Regions from separate parts of the Capra hircus genome. Here region 1 is linked to region 2. A link is a contact called in public Hi-C data. All regions are on one chromosome and are shown on one strand. The core of a region is the stretch at or near the end of the contact, and the rest is flanking DNA. Distances in the headings are between cores, read along the strand shown.

Region 1 (6,233 bases), core at 1,134-3,633, 160 kb before region 2:
ATTTTCCCAAACCCGCCTTCTCACAAGCATGTTGTGAGACCTCCTTCCATCCCAGTGGAAGCAAATAAAGAGAGGTGGATGCTCACATGCTATGGACCAACATCACACCAACAGGCAACACCCAGAGGTCTCCAGGCCCCAGATCCACATCATAACTGAGGAGGGGGTGGTTGAGCTGTTTGGGAACCACGCCTGTCACAGCTGCATCAATATCGTGCTGACGGGCTTGCCACGGCGACAGGAGGAAGGAGGGACCCCTGCAATGGGCAGTTCACCTTCCAGTCCACCAGGCTGCCATTCCACGAGGCGCATGGTAGTCATCTGGCCGCCAAGAATTGAAGTGACAACAACAATCCTGCACGTGTTCAGATACAAACGTGCTTTCACAGCAATCCTACCGACTGCTCCCTGGGCCACCTGGGAGGCTGGGTGGGAGGTATTTGTTTCCATTTTCAGAGGAAGAGGCAAGACTGCTGCTCAGAGTCAACCAGTGCTGAAGGAAGAGAGCGAGACCAGAGCCCGACAGTGACTACCTACCCCAGGCTGCCCTGATGGCTCCAGGGTGCATCTGCCTTGACTTTCTGACCAAAGGTGGGTCTTATCGAGGAGAGAGTAGAGTGGCGCACACCTCCACTTGCCACCCTGCCGTATACCCCCAAAGTCTCCTGACGGATTCACAGGGCTGGGGTTGACAGTGAGCATAAGACACCCACATCTCCCTGCTTTCCTCAAAAGATTCTTTAACACTCCCCTAAGGGCACCGCCCTTCAACATTCCCTCAGCAACCTGGCCGAGGTTGGGAACACTGCCCCACACCAGGTAAGGAGGAGGGCAGCCAGGCAGGGAGGCACAAAGGGCAGGACAACAGGACCCCTCCTGCACAGGGACCCCTAACCCACCGGCCCAGGTTCCCCACCCCTCCTGTCTCCACGCCTTCACTCTTGGCTGCTCTTTCTGACTTTCCACTTCACCCTCTCTCAAAGGCAATACTTGGCTGACCCAGACAGTAATTACAGACAAAGTCCAAACATGTCAAACTGTAAACGTACTCTGAGAGAGGGTGCATTGTGACTCAAAAGCCCGATGACAGGACTTCTACCCTCCCTCTCTGATACCATAAGACATAACGGGATGATAGAGTCACTGGAACCTGTGTTTCAAGAAGGGAAAAATACTACAGATCATCAAATTTCTTCATTTTCTAGATAAGGAAACTCATAGCCATAAAGACAATGGGCCTCCCAAGAGGTGTCTGTTTCTGAGTGGCAGGCCAGGACTCGAACCCCTGCCTCCTCTCACTGCAAGAGTGACGTGGGAATCCCGCTGCTTGGCTGTTCAGGATGAGAGATAGGATGACAGACGGGACCTCAAAGGTCATCCTATCCATCATTCCTTTCACACTTGCATCTTTTGTCCTAAAATTTTAAAAATTCAAAACCTGGGAGGATGCCCATGAAACTAATGTCACCAAAATGATTTATTTCAGCTATTTAGGCTCCAGCCTCAGGGTCAGGATGCTGAATATGTCACTATTTATCACCAGTGAAGGTAAGATGCCAGGTAAGAGACACTGCGGGCTGATGAATGCCATATACATAGGCCTCTGTGATTTGGTGGGTGGTTCGCAGCATCCTGTGAGCTGAGAACAGTTTAACATGTCACCTCACAGTGGGAAACGGCAGCCTCAGACTCAAGTCTCAGAAAGCCTGGGAACAGGTCTCCAGGTCATAGCCTAACTAGACCAGTGACTGTTCCCACCAGGCAGGTGGCCCCAGGCCCTGCTCTTTCTAAAAATGCCAGGCTTCCCTTCGAGAGCCTTACCTTTATCTTGCCCATTGCTGCCCGGTGCCAACCCGTTCACCACGGCTTTGGAAGCACCCACGTCACATTCTGCAAGAAAGAAAGAGTAAGAGCATGAGGCTTGTGATCACATCTCCCACCCTCTGTGAGTCCTGCCAGGGAAAAGTTCTGGGTCCCGGGGGCTCTCTCAGGCCTGGAAAGGGGCCCCGGAGCGTCATGGGAGAGCTCTGAGAATGCTTTGTGGCTTGAACCAGGGAGGATGCAAAAGCTGTTTGGATGGGATGTGTGTTGTGAGTGATATTTTCTGGTCTCCTGGCTTGGTTTCACTTCTGACATTTAAAAAAATATATCTTAATTCCCTCAAAGTGGCATCTCCTGCCTGACAAAGGCTTATCCACCATTCCAAGGCTGCTCAAAAGCATCCCTGTGAATCCTGAGAGCTGTCGGACAGTCAGGATAGAACCTCAGGCTCTGTGACACCTCCCTCCACCCCACCCCACACCTACAGCCAGGGAAGCCACGCTGGCCCAGCCCCCCGCCCACAGTCCCCAGCCACGGCTCTTGTGTTCTGGTTGTGGAGATGACCTGGCTCCCTGACCGCTCTCCCTGGCTCCGTCCTGCCCCTTTCTCCACCCCAGCCCTCAGTCTGCAACACTAAGGCCACCACCTACACCCCACAGGGCTGAAAATCCCCAGGGTGCAGGGCAAAACAAGATGGAACAAAGCAATGTGATTTTCTAAGACCCTCCACTTTAAATGTACTGCATTTCACTTCTAATTTGAAAATAAAAATACTACTGGAGTCTAGAGTTGGGAAGTAAATCTTTTTTTTTTTTTTTTTTTTAATTTATTGGGCTGCACTGGGTCTTAGTTGTGGCACACAACTAAGGATGTTCAGTTGCGACATTCGAGCTCTCTCGATCCTGGCACGTGGGATCGAGTTTCCCGAACAGGGATGGAACCCAGGCCCCCTGCATTGGGAGCTCAGAGTCTTAGCCACTGGAGCACCAGGCAAGTTCCCTGGGAAGTCAATCATTTACATTATCATTTCTACGAGGAAAAAAAAAACTGAACTTGGAATCAAGTTCCCCCTAACGTACAAATGATTGTTCGGGATATAATTTTTTTAGTAAGTGAGATGGCCTGTATAGTGGCATAAGTGGTTATATTCAAATTAACAAATTGACCTTCGTGATGATTAAAAGCAAACTGACATGCAAGACCCAGGGGCCAACAGCTACCCAGGGACAAAGCCTGGGTACTCACCCCAGACTCTACGCCCTTCAGCCACTGGTCCCAGCCCTTTTCCAGCAGCAGTTCCCTCCTGCGCCTGCCCACCATGACGGTCTCCTCACAACCTCTTCAGTAAATCAGATGCTTTCTGATCTTCAGGCCTTGGATCTTGAGAGGCCCTCAGCCAGGAAGGCCTGCGCCTCCTCTTCTACCTTGGGGAAACCCCCTGTACCTCAAGGTTTACCTTGAATGTCACCTCGTTGTTGGTGGAGACCTTTCAAAGTTCTGCTCAGCTGAAGACACTGAGACCCTCATTGCCCACTGGCAGCCTGAGCGCCACCCAGTTCCCCATCCCAGAACTGATGGTGGAAGCCCGGAGAAGACAAGGGTCAGGACACGTGATCAGCAAAGTTGGGGTGACTCCGCTGCAGCCAAGAGCCAAAAGTGTTAGTTGCTCAATCATGCCCGACTCTTTGCAGCCCCACAGGCTGTAGCTCACCAGGTTCCTCCGTCCATGGAATTCTCCAGGCAAGCCATTCCCTTCTCCAGGGAATCTTTCTGACCCAGGGATAGAACCTGGTTCTCCCACATTGCAGGCATATTCTTAACTGTCTGAGATACCAGGGAAGCAGCCAAGAGCCAACCAAGCCACAGATATAACAGCCACGGTTTTATAAAGCCTTTATTTGCCCGATCTAAGGGCCCTTGCTAATCATTCCATAATTAGCACCTGATTTTTATCCTTAATATCCAAGCCCCTAGAGCTAGGAGTTAATAACTCTAATTTTATAGGTAAGAAATCTAAAGCTCAGAAAGGATGCCCGGCTCTAAGATCACTAAGAGGGGATTTGAAGTCTGTTCTGGTCCATCCCATGACTTATCTTCTTTGTACCCAGCTGGGATGAACATTTATTTTTAAAATAAAAAATGGCTTTTATATATAGAATACTCTCTATATACAAATCAGATATACTCTAATAATGGCTTATATAAATTCTATTTCCCCAAATGCCCCAAACCCCAGTAGCGAATTTGGCTGAGACTCAGTCATCCTACCTGGGCTCTTAATAATCAGCCTCTGTGACATCAACTACACCAACAGGTCAGCCCGGGTACTCCTGGATCCAGAGGCAAACAAGGCCGCTGCCCTCTCCCACCCCCTCCAACCATAGCAGTCAGGACCACCTGATACTGGCCCTACAGGCCAGTCCTGTGCACTGCCCCCAATTCATCTACAGAAGGTTAGTTCTCCAAAGTTCCCTTTGCACCTACATTTCTGGGATGGATGGAAGAGGGTGTTGGCAGAAAGCCAGAAATAAAAGTCAAAGAAATATCATCCATTTTCCTTCCCTATCTTTTCTGACTATTTTCTTGGGCTCCAAAATCACTGCAGACAGTGACTGAAACCATGAAATTAAAAGATGGCTTGCTCCTTGGAAGAAAAGCTATGACAAACCTAGATAGCGTATTAAAAAGCAGAGACATCATTTTGCCAACAAAAGTCCATACGGTCAAAGCTATGGTTTTTCCAGTAGTCATGTATAGATGTGAGAGTTGGATCATAAAGAAGGTTGAGTGACAAAGAACTGATGCTTTCATATTGCTAGAGAAGGCTCCTGAGAATCCTTTGGACTGCAAGATCAAACGAGTCAATTCTCAAGGAAATCAACCCTGCATATTCATTGGAAGGATGATGCTAAAGCTCCAATACTTTGGTCACCTGATGCTAAGAGCCAGTCATTGGGAAAGACCCTGATGCTGGGACAGATTGAGGGCATGAGAAGGGGGAGAGAGGATGAGATGGTTGGATGGCATCATCGACTCACTGGACATGAATTTGAGCAAGCTCCAGAAGGTGAAGGACAGGGAAGCCTGGCATGCTGCAGTCCGTGGGGTCACAAAGAGCTGGACATGACCAAGTGACTGAACAATGATCCAAGCCCCATGCACCTGCCCTCATTTCTCCTGATGGTCTCCTTCGTAGGACTGCAGGCCTGGCTTTGAGCCTCCCTATCTGGCTGAAGTAGCCCCAGGGTGTGGGACAAAGAACAAAATGGGACGAGCATCCCCAAGCCAGCCGCCTCAGAGCTTCCACAAGGCCCAGACCCATGTTCTTCCTTTCTTGTTTTTTTTTTTCCCCCCTTAAACTCAAACAACCAAACTTGAAGAAATTTGGAAAAATAATTCCATCACCACAGACTCTCACTTCTGCAGCACAGTGTGCTGGTGACCAGCCACCTGGAGTTGCTTGCCTCAGCAGTCACTAGCCGGGTGACCCCAGACAAATCATTGCCACACAGGGCCTCAGTTTCCCCATCTCTAGAATGGGAGTGGTAAGCCATGCCCACTTTTGTGGATCTGCAGGAGAACAAAAGGAGATGAGCAGGTAAAGCCCTGCCCTGATGACTGGCAGCTCAGCTCAAACTAGGAATAAAGACAATGCATTGTCTTCATGCTGCCCTTTCCATCAAAGGTTAAGAACAAGTATTTTCTGCATAGCTGCCTTCTTCCTGATGATCATTTTTATGAGTGGTATAATCTCCCATCAAGTAAACACACAAAATGAATCTGCTCATTCCCCACCTTCACGGGGGTGATGTTTTTGTTTCCTTCAAATTAATACAGACATTCCCAAGAGGGGAATTATCGTGTCAAAGGGTCCAGATTTCTTGGACTCTGCCTAGGAAATGCCTCCTTTCAGGACCACGCCTAAGGGAAAACCTGGGGAGAAGTCCCAAGGGCATCTCCTCATCCTCCACGGCCCCTCCCTGCCCACCTCGTCTGCCCTTATTTCTGCCAGGAATGGTGATGCCAGCTCAGGTTAATCCTGATATTAGAAGGACAAGAAACTCTGGGTGTTGGGGGGAAGTGCTGGCCTATTTTAAATTACAGCAAGAACAAAAAGCCCAACGAGAAGAAAAATTGAAGTTAAAATTGAAGAAAAATTGAGTTACAGAGCAGGGGCTACTGGAGTGCAGCCTTTTCATGAAGCAGAAACATCACGGAGTCAAGGACCAGCCCAGTCCTGCTCCTTGCAAGGCTGGAAGCTGGGCTGATGACCCACGGATGGGACACTGGTCAGGCCTTGGGCAGCACAGAGCTCAGCACTTCAGAAGTGTTGCCTCACTTAATCCTCACAAACCCCCATTAGGCGATCCTTTCCTGATGGCCATCTTACAGAAGGGTTCACCACAAGCCAA
Region 2 (6,675 bases), core at 1,927-4,426:
TAATAAGCACATTAATATTGGCAACTGAAGACATTTGTGGAGGGGAGGATATATGTAAATTTTTGGCTTGAAAGCATTTCTGCATAATCTTTCCAAGTCAAACCCAAACAGGAATGTGTGTTCCGAAACATAAACTTTATGCCAGGAAAGAGTCCATTCAGTGGGCTGCCATGTGATAGGCGTTATCTTTGAACCCTCTTAGCCCTGAACACACTCCACTTTGGAATGAAGCTATTTGTGTACGGGTTTCTTCCAGTCTCTGGAGGCACAGGCGTGTCTCACTCACTCTGTGTTCTCAGCACACAACTTTGTATATGGCAGATGCTCAAAAACGTTGCTTCTCAGATGGCCTTAAATGGAATGGCAGCCGCTCCTGGTCTAATCCCAGAGGCTTCTAAGTCTCGGGAGTGAGGACAGGAAGTGATGGCCTTGTCCTACCTGTTCCACTCTCAGCATGTCAATGATCTGGTCAAACAATGGTGTTCTCAGCAGGTCTCGGTGGATTAACAGAGTCTCTAAAGCATTACAGGCAGCTGGATATTCACATTTAGAGTCTCTAACTGAAAGAGGAGAATATAGAATTGTTTCCATTAACATGAACCAGGACCACTGAGGACATGAGAACTATTCTGTGCATGTAAGATGGGACCTGATCGAGCTCACCTAGCCTGGTGACCTTGTCGACACTGGCCTCTGAATCCACGTACATGTGGCAGATGCCTTCACTGTGCCCCATCACTGGGATGCCCTTAGCAGCTTTCTGGATGTCTCTAACCAGCTGAGAAGAGCCTCGTGGAATGATCAGATCTATCATTTTGTCTAAGCGGCAAAGATCTTCTACTTCTTCTCTGGTATTCACCTGAAGAGGTAGAGAATAAAAAGATGAAGATGACTTTTGATCACACAAACTATGGAAGTAGCAGCATCCCTTTCACAGATAAATGCCTGTACCTCCTGAGAACTAAGTCTGATGCTGTGAGAATTTATTCCAAAAACAAGGAATCATGGGAATTGAAAAGTTGTCCAGCAAATGCTTAAACTCTACACATCAGGTACTGTGCTCCACATTACAAAACATGCCGGATAGGATCCCTGCCCTCAAAGAACTCAGGAGTCTGGTCGGGAAGACAGGCTAGGCCACAACGAGCCAAAACACAGGATGGATACTTTTAAAGATGACAGAAGAGGTACAAAGTGTGATCTCTGGAAGTTCAAGAAGATACAGAGAGTGCCAGGCTGTGAGGGTGACAAAGGGAAGGGGCTGCTCCTCTGGCTCCCTGATCACAGCCTAATGCACGCTGCTGGGTCTTCCTAGGCAGTCATGGTTCTCCATGATTTGGGCTGACAACCTCTACCCCGGGATGCTGGCTGGACTGACTGAAGTGCTTGTGTTAGACCTTGAAGACTATGGGCATTTTTTCCCTTCCCTTGATTTTTAATTTCCCCCCCTATGGTTGTGTTACTAACAACAGAAGTACAAACATATATTTACAAGAAGGTTCACAGCAACTTCAAACTGGAAACAACCCTGATGTTCATCAACAGAAGAAAGGATAAGCTGTAGTACATGCTTATAAATGGAATACTACACAACAGTAAAAAGGAAAACTACTGCTGGATGAAACAATGAGAATGAATCTCGAGGACATAATGAATAAAGAAATACAGATGAAAGAGTGCATTCTGTATGATTTCATTTACATGAAATTCAAGAATAAGCAAAAGAAATGGAATGTGAAAGAAGTAAAAAAAAAAATGGTTTGATGGTGGGAGGGGGGCATGCTGATGGGGAAGGGCACAGGGAATCTTTCAGGTGTCGGCCATGTTCTGTGTCGGGGTAGTTTATACACGTGTGTATATATATATGGACACAATTATATGGGTTTCCCAGGTGGCTCAGTGGTAAAGAAACCACCTGCCAATGGAGGAGACACAAGAGACATGGGTTTGATCCTTGGGTTGGGAAGATCCCCTGGCGTAGGAAATGGCAACCTGCTCCAGTATTCTTGCCTGGATAATTCCACAGACAGAGGAGCCTGGTGGGTTACATACAGTCCACAGGGTCACAAAGAGCAACTAAGCATACATATACATCACATAAGATATACGTTACACTTCTTATATACGTTACGCTTCTTTATATACGTTACACACCAACAGGAAGGAGGAGGAGGAGGAAATCTGTCACATTAAATGAGGATATGGTGCAGCCGAGACCTAAACCCTACAGTCTGTGCTCTTTCCATCCATTATGCTGCTGTAAGAATAGCCCAGCTTCTTGGTGGGGAGCACATAATGAGGCAGGTTTGTAGATACACCAACCCCTCTCCCCACCAGCAGCCAACAGTATTCTAGAATGTACGCACGAGTGGGCCTCAAGGGGAAAAGAGAAGGATCTGGAGTCTGCTTGGGTCCAAATCTCAACTCTGATTCTGGGGTGTTATTTTACCAATAAGCCTATTTTTCTTCCATCTATAAAATAGACCTAATAATTAATGGTATCCTTTTCACAGGGTTGTTGTGGGGATTAAATAAAATGATGGATGAAAGTGCTGTGTCCACAGTAGGTGCTCAATAAAATGATCTAGTAGTTCAAAACCTCCACTGGATGGTTGAAGAGAGTGACACAGCTGTTAAAATAATGGCCATAACAATAACAATGTTAATAGCAGGACCTCATACAAGCTGCATGGTTTCTGACAAACTTTCATAAAACATATCTCATCAGGCCTCGCCTAAATCACTGCCAGTGAGCAGAGCCCAGGCCTCACACTCCAGGTCTGGTATTCCTGCTGCCTATGACCTCAAGAATGATTCCTGTCAATCAGTGGGACCAGAACACAGCTGTGAGAGAGGACCTTCATGAGCCCCCCAACCTCGGCCAAGGCAGCACCAGCACTGTCCAACATCACAGACACACAGGACCTGCTGCTCCTCCAGTCAAGCCTGCCTACACAGTGGCTTGGCCTTTTCTGCAGCCTGAGCTTTGCTTGAAACACCCAAAGACCTGGCCCGGCTCCTCTGAGCCTGACCTAGCTCATTCCCAGGGACCTACCAGCTGTACAGCTTCCTTGACTCCATGGATTGAAAGGGCCTCCTGGGTCAGGAGGTGAAGGATTCGGTTGCTGTGTGAGGCCTCCTTCCCTCCTTTGAGTAACAAGCCATTACCACTTGCTATAGCCAAGGCTGCCACCTGCAGATCAAAGAGGAATACAGTGAAACACTGAGCATATTTTCTGTGCCAAGCACTGTGCTAATCACTTTATAAGGTCTACCGTGTTTAATCTTTATAACGTTCCAGTGAATTAAGTATCTGCTTTATCCACTGCTTTACAGACAAGGACACTGGAGCCCAGAGAGGTTGGTAACTCCTCAAGGACACACAGCTTATAAGTGGCAGGGCTGGGGACTTTACCCCAGAGCCAAAGCACAGATCTTGAGAAACTGTACTATACAGCTTCCTCAGCACCATTACAAAGTAACCCAAGTTAAGTGCCCAGGGTCACACAGGCCCCACCCTCTCCAGCAACAGGTGCTCGGGAGCCTCCTGACTTAGATGTTACTCCACCTGACTCAGCAGCACCTGAGGCTATGCAGCATCTCTGGTCACACCCTACCGTGGCCCTGTCATTGCTCTGAGAGCTCTAATGCCTGGTGCTGAGCCCCTGCACAGCTGTGGCAGAGACTGCTGGCAGGACAAAGCAGGCCATCTAGAAGGAGAGTTAGTTACCCTCTGGGAGTGAAGGGCTAATGACACTGATCTGATGAGGCCTGAAGCTGAATTTTCTGAATGCTCTAGGGATGAATGAAAATCTTCGGGCTCTTGTAATGTATCAAAAGAAACTTTACAAAATAAAACTTGCTTGAACATGTTTATCTCCAGAATAATAATTCTTACTCCTTTTTTGTTTTTGTTGCTCATGAACCGCTTATAAAAACTATGTCAACTTTTCCCAGATAAATGCAGAAAGAGCATTCTGCAAGTAATTTTCAGGATTCATGGATTCCGTGATGCCGTCCAAGGTTAAGATCCCTGGTGAGAAATCTCAGCTGTACTGGATAAGAGGAAACTTTTTCCTAGTGAAGTATTCGTTAGTATGGATAAAAGGTGGCAGAGACTTCATGGACACGGCCTGCACAGCAACTTAGGACCCGTTTCTACCAGCTGACAGTTATCTCTGGGGGTTCTTCACGAGACAGATATGCGCACAGAAGGGACTGTGTGACAGCACCCGCCACAGGCTCAGGACAGACCCCAACGGCATGGCAGTCGCTTAGTGGGCCAGCTGGTTTTAGATAATGTCAGGGAGCAGCCTCGACAAAGCATGTGGGACTCCCAGGGTCGCATAAGCCGTAGAAGAAAAGGTTCTGTTCTCTCTTTGAAACTTTGGGGCTAGTGCAAAGAAAGAGCTGGTATCATCCTGCTGTCAGTCCAGTGGGGAACTGGTTCCAGATTTCTGGGAATTATTTAGGGCCACAAACAAAGCCACCCTCTAATTCCATCTTATACTTCAGAGCATGGCTGCTTGGCAAGATCTTTGCCACATGGTTTCTCCACAATTATAGCCTGTGATTGGTCAGATTTCCTAAAGGGCTCACATGTTAGGCTCCATCAACTACTGAAAGTTCCTCTTCCTAAGAGATGTACCTACAGGAAGCCATCTGTGTCACTGATATTAAATGGTCTTTTTCAAATGTGCAAAACCAGCTATTAGATGAATGAGCCTACAGCAGGGTAGCAGACACTCTGTGGTCAGGGAACAAAGTGCTCCGGTGAACTAAGTTTTTGTCTTTGGGGCTGTACTGCGCAGCATGTGGGATCTTAGTTCCCTGACTAGGGATTGAACCTGTGCCCCCTGCAGCGGAAGCATGGAATCATCACAGAATGGGAGATTCATCTGGGCTCAAGGTTTAGCTCCATCCTTAAAAGTGTGACAGGTGTACTGACTTCTATAAGCTTAAGGTTTTTTCTACTGTAAAATGGACATATGAATTACTATTTTTAGAATTACTGGAAGGATCAAAAATATAAATTGCCTTAAGAGCAACCTGAGAATAAAGTCTCAAAAGCTATCTCTGGGGAAACAAAGGAAGGAAGGAAGGGAAGGAGGGAGGGTGAAGGAGTAGGAGGAAGGGAAACGAAAGGCATCTCTCGGAGATTTATCTCGAGTCCTGAAAAGACGTTCTTCCTCCAATTCCCTACTCCAATGGCCGGCATTAGTCACATACCTGGGGTAGGCAGTCAGGGCGAGATTCGAAGATGACCAATAAAACTCCAATTGGGACAGTGACTTGTTCTAGTTCCAAGTCTTTCGCAATTCGCGTCCGGCGCAAAACCCGCCCCACACTCTCCTGGGAGGAGGCTGCGATCTGCCGCAGACCGATGGCCAGGCTGTTCAATTTAGACGTGGAGAGGCTCAAACGTTTCAGCAGAGGAGTTGCAAGTCTCCCTGAAGAGGTGTGAAGAGTACACGATGAAGCAGTAGACCGGGGTGGGTTACAGCTGTTTTACTGAACACGTGGCACTGTGTTAGGAGCAGACAAGGAACTCAGGGGGTCTCGGGGAGACAAGGATATGTCATTTACACAGCTTTGCTGGGAGGGGCAGTTTGGCAGCTTACATCATCATGAAAAGGTGTGGACACCCATGAGCTTGGTGCCAGCAACTTCAGTTCCAGAAATTTATCATTTTCATGTGCAAATCTGCATGTAGGGTGGATACTTACCACAGCATTTTTATAGTAGTGGGAACTGGATTCTACCTATAGATTCACACAATGGGCTACAATGCAGTTACTATACTGATATGGAAAGCTGTCTAGGATATAGTTTGTGGAAAAGGCAAACCATAAAACATCATGCATGATATGACCCTAATTATCACATATTGCACATACATGTGAACAGACACATGTCAGAAAACTTTAAGAACAGTGATGATCTATCTTTCTGCATTATTTTTTTTATAAACAATTGAATTTGTTTTATAATAGGTAGAAGTAAAGCTGTTTAGTTTTAAAACAAAACAAATAGAATTATGGTAAGTTCATACACAGAATTTTGTTTAAATTTAACAGTATGCATTGTGTGATTCTCTTAACACAAACATATACACATTTACATATATATACATGTATACACATGCAGTCAGGAAAACCATTTGGAATTACATATCACAAATAATCATTGGGCTTCCTTGGTGGCTTAGATGGAAAAGAATCTGCTTGCAATGCAGGAGACCTGGGTTTGATCCCTAGGTTGGGAAGATCCCCTGGAGAAGGGAATGGCAATTCACTCCAGCATTCTTGCCTGGAAAATGCCACAGACAGAGAAGCCTGGGGGGCTAGAGTCCATGGGTTTGCAAAGGGTCATACACGACTAAGCACACACACACATCACAAATCATTATTATGATTAATGTTGAATGATACTATGAAAAATTTCCCCTTCTTTGTTATAGTCATAACCACCAAGACAAAATAATAATAAGACTTTCACTTTGGAGTGGAGGAACCAACCTTTTATTAAGAAAAAAAAAATGAAACCATAATTTCATCAACCAATTATATTAATTTCTTCATTTTCCCCCATGTGCTAAAAATCAAGTTTTAATTGTAGTGCATATTAAATATTATACTCTAGCTCATAATGCATAGACATTTTCCATGTTGCCAA

The links. A called contact is a pair of places that touch in the nucleus more often than the background predicts.
Region 1: a contact with region 2 is called in a Hi-C map of blood, with 4 times the contacts expected there. The contact joins two enhancer-like sites. A contact is called at or near these places in 2 of 5 Hi-C or Micro-C datasets (blood and liver).

The regions. Positions count from the first base shown.
Region 1 is chr26:34,649,916-34,656,148 of ARS1.2, reverse strand. It overlaps SORBS1 (sorbin and SH3 domain-containing protein 1), which reads right to left. Exons shown (of 36, transcript XM_018041190.1): 4 at 1,822-1,890. Among named protein-coding and RNA genes, the nearest start is that of SORBS1, 89 kb to the right of the region's middle. Within about 2 kb of position 2,383, at least 1 of the 5 cell types and tissues checked has an H3K27ac peak or open chromatin away from gene starts, as enhancers often do.
Region 2 is chr26:34,487,997-34,494,671 of ARS1.2, reverse strand. It overlaps ALDH18A1 (delta-1-pyrroline-5-carboxylate synthase), which reads right to left. Exons shown (of 18, transcript XM_018041532.1): 12 at 5,230-5,450; 13 at 3,056-3,193; 14 at 664-859; 15 at 439-560. Among named protein-coding and RNA genes, the nearest start is that of ALDH18A1, 31 kb to the right of the region's middle. Within about 2 kb of position 3,176, at least 1 of the 5 cell types and tissues checked has an H3K27ac peak or open chromatin away from gene starts, as enhancers often do.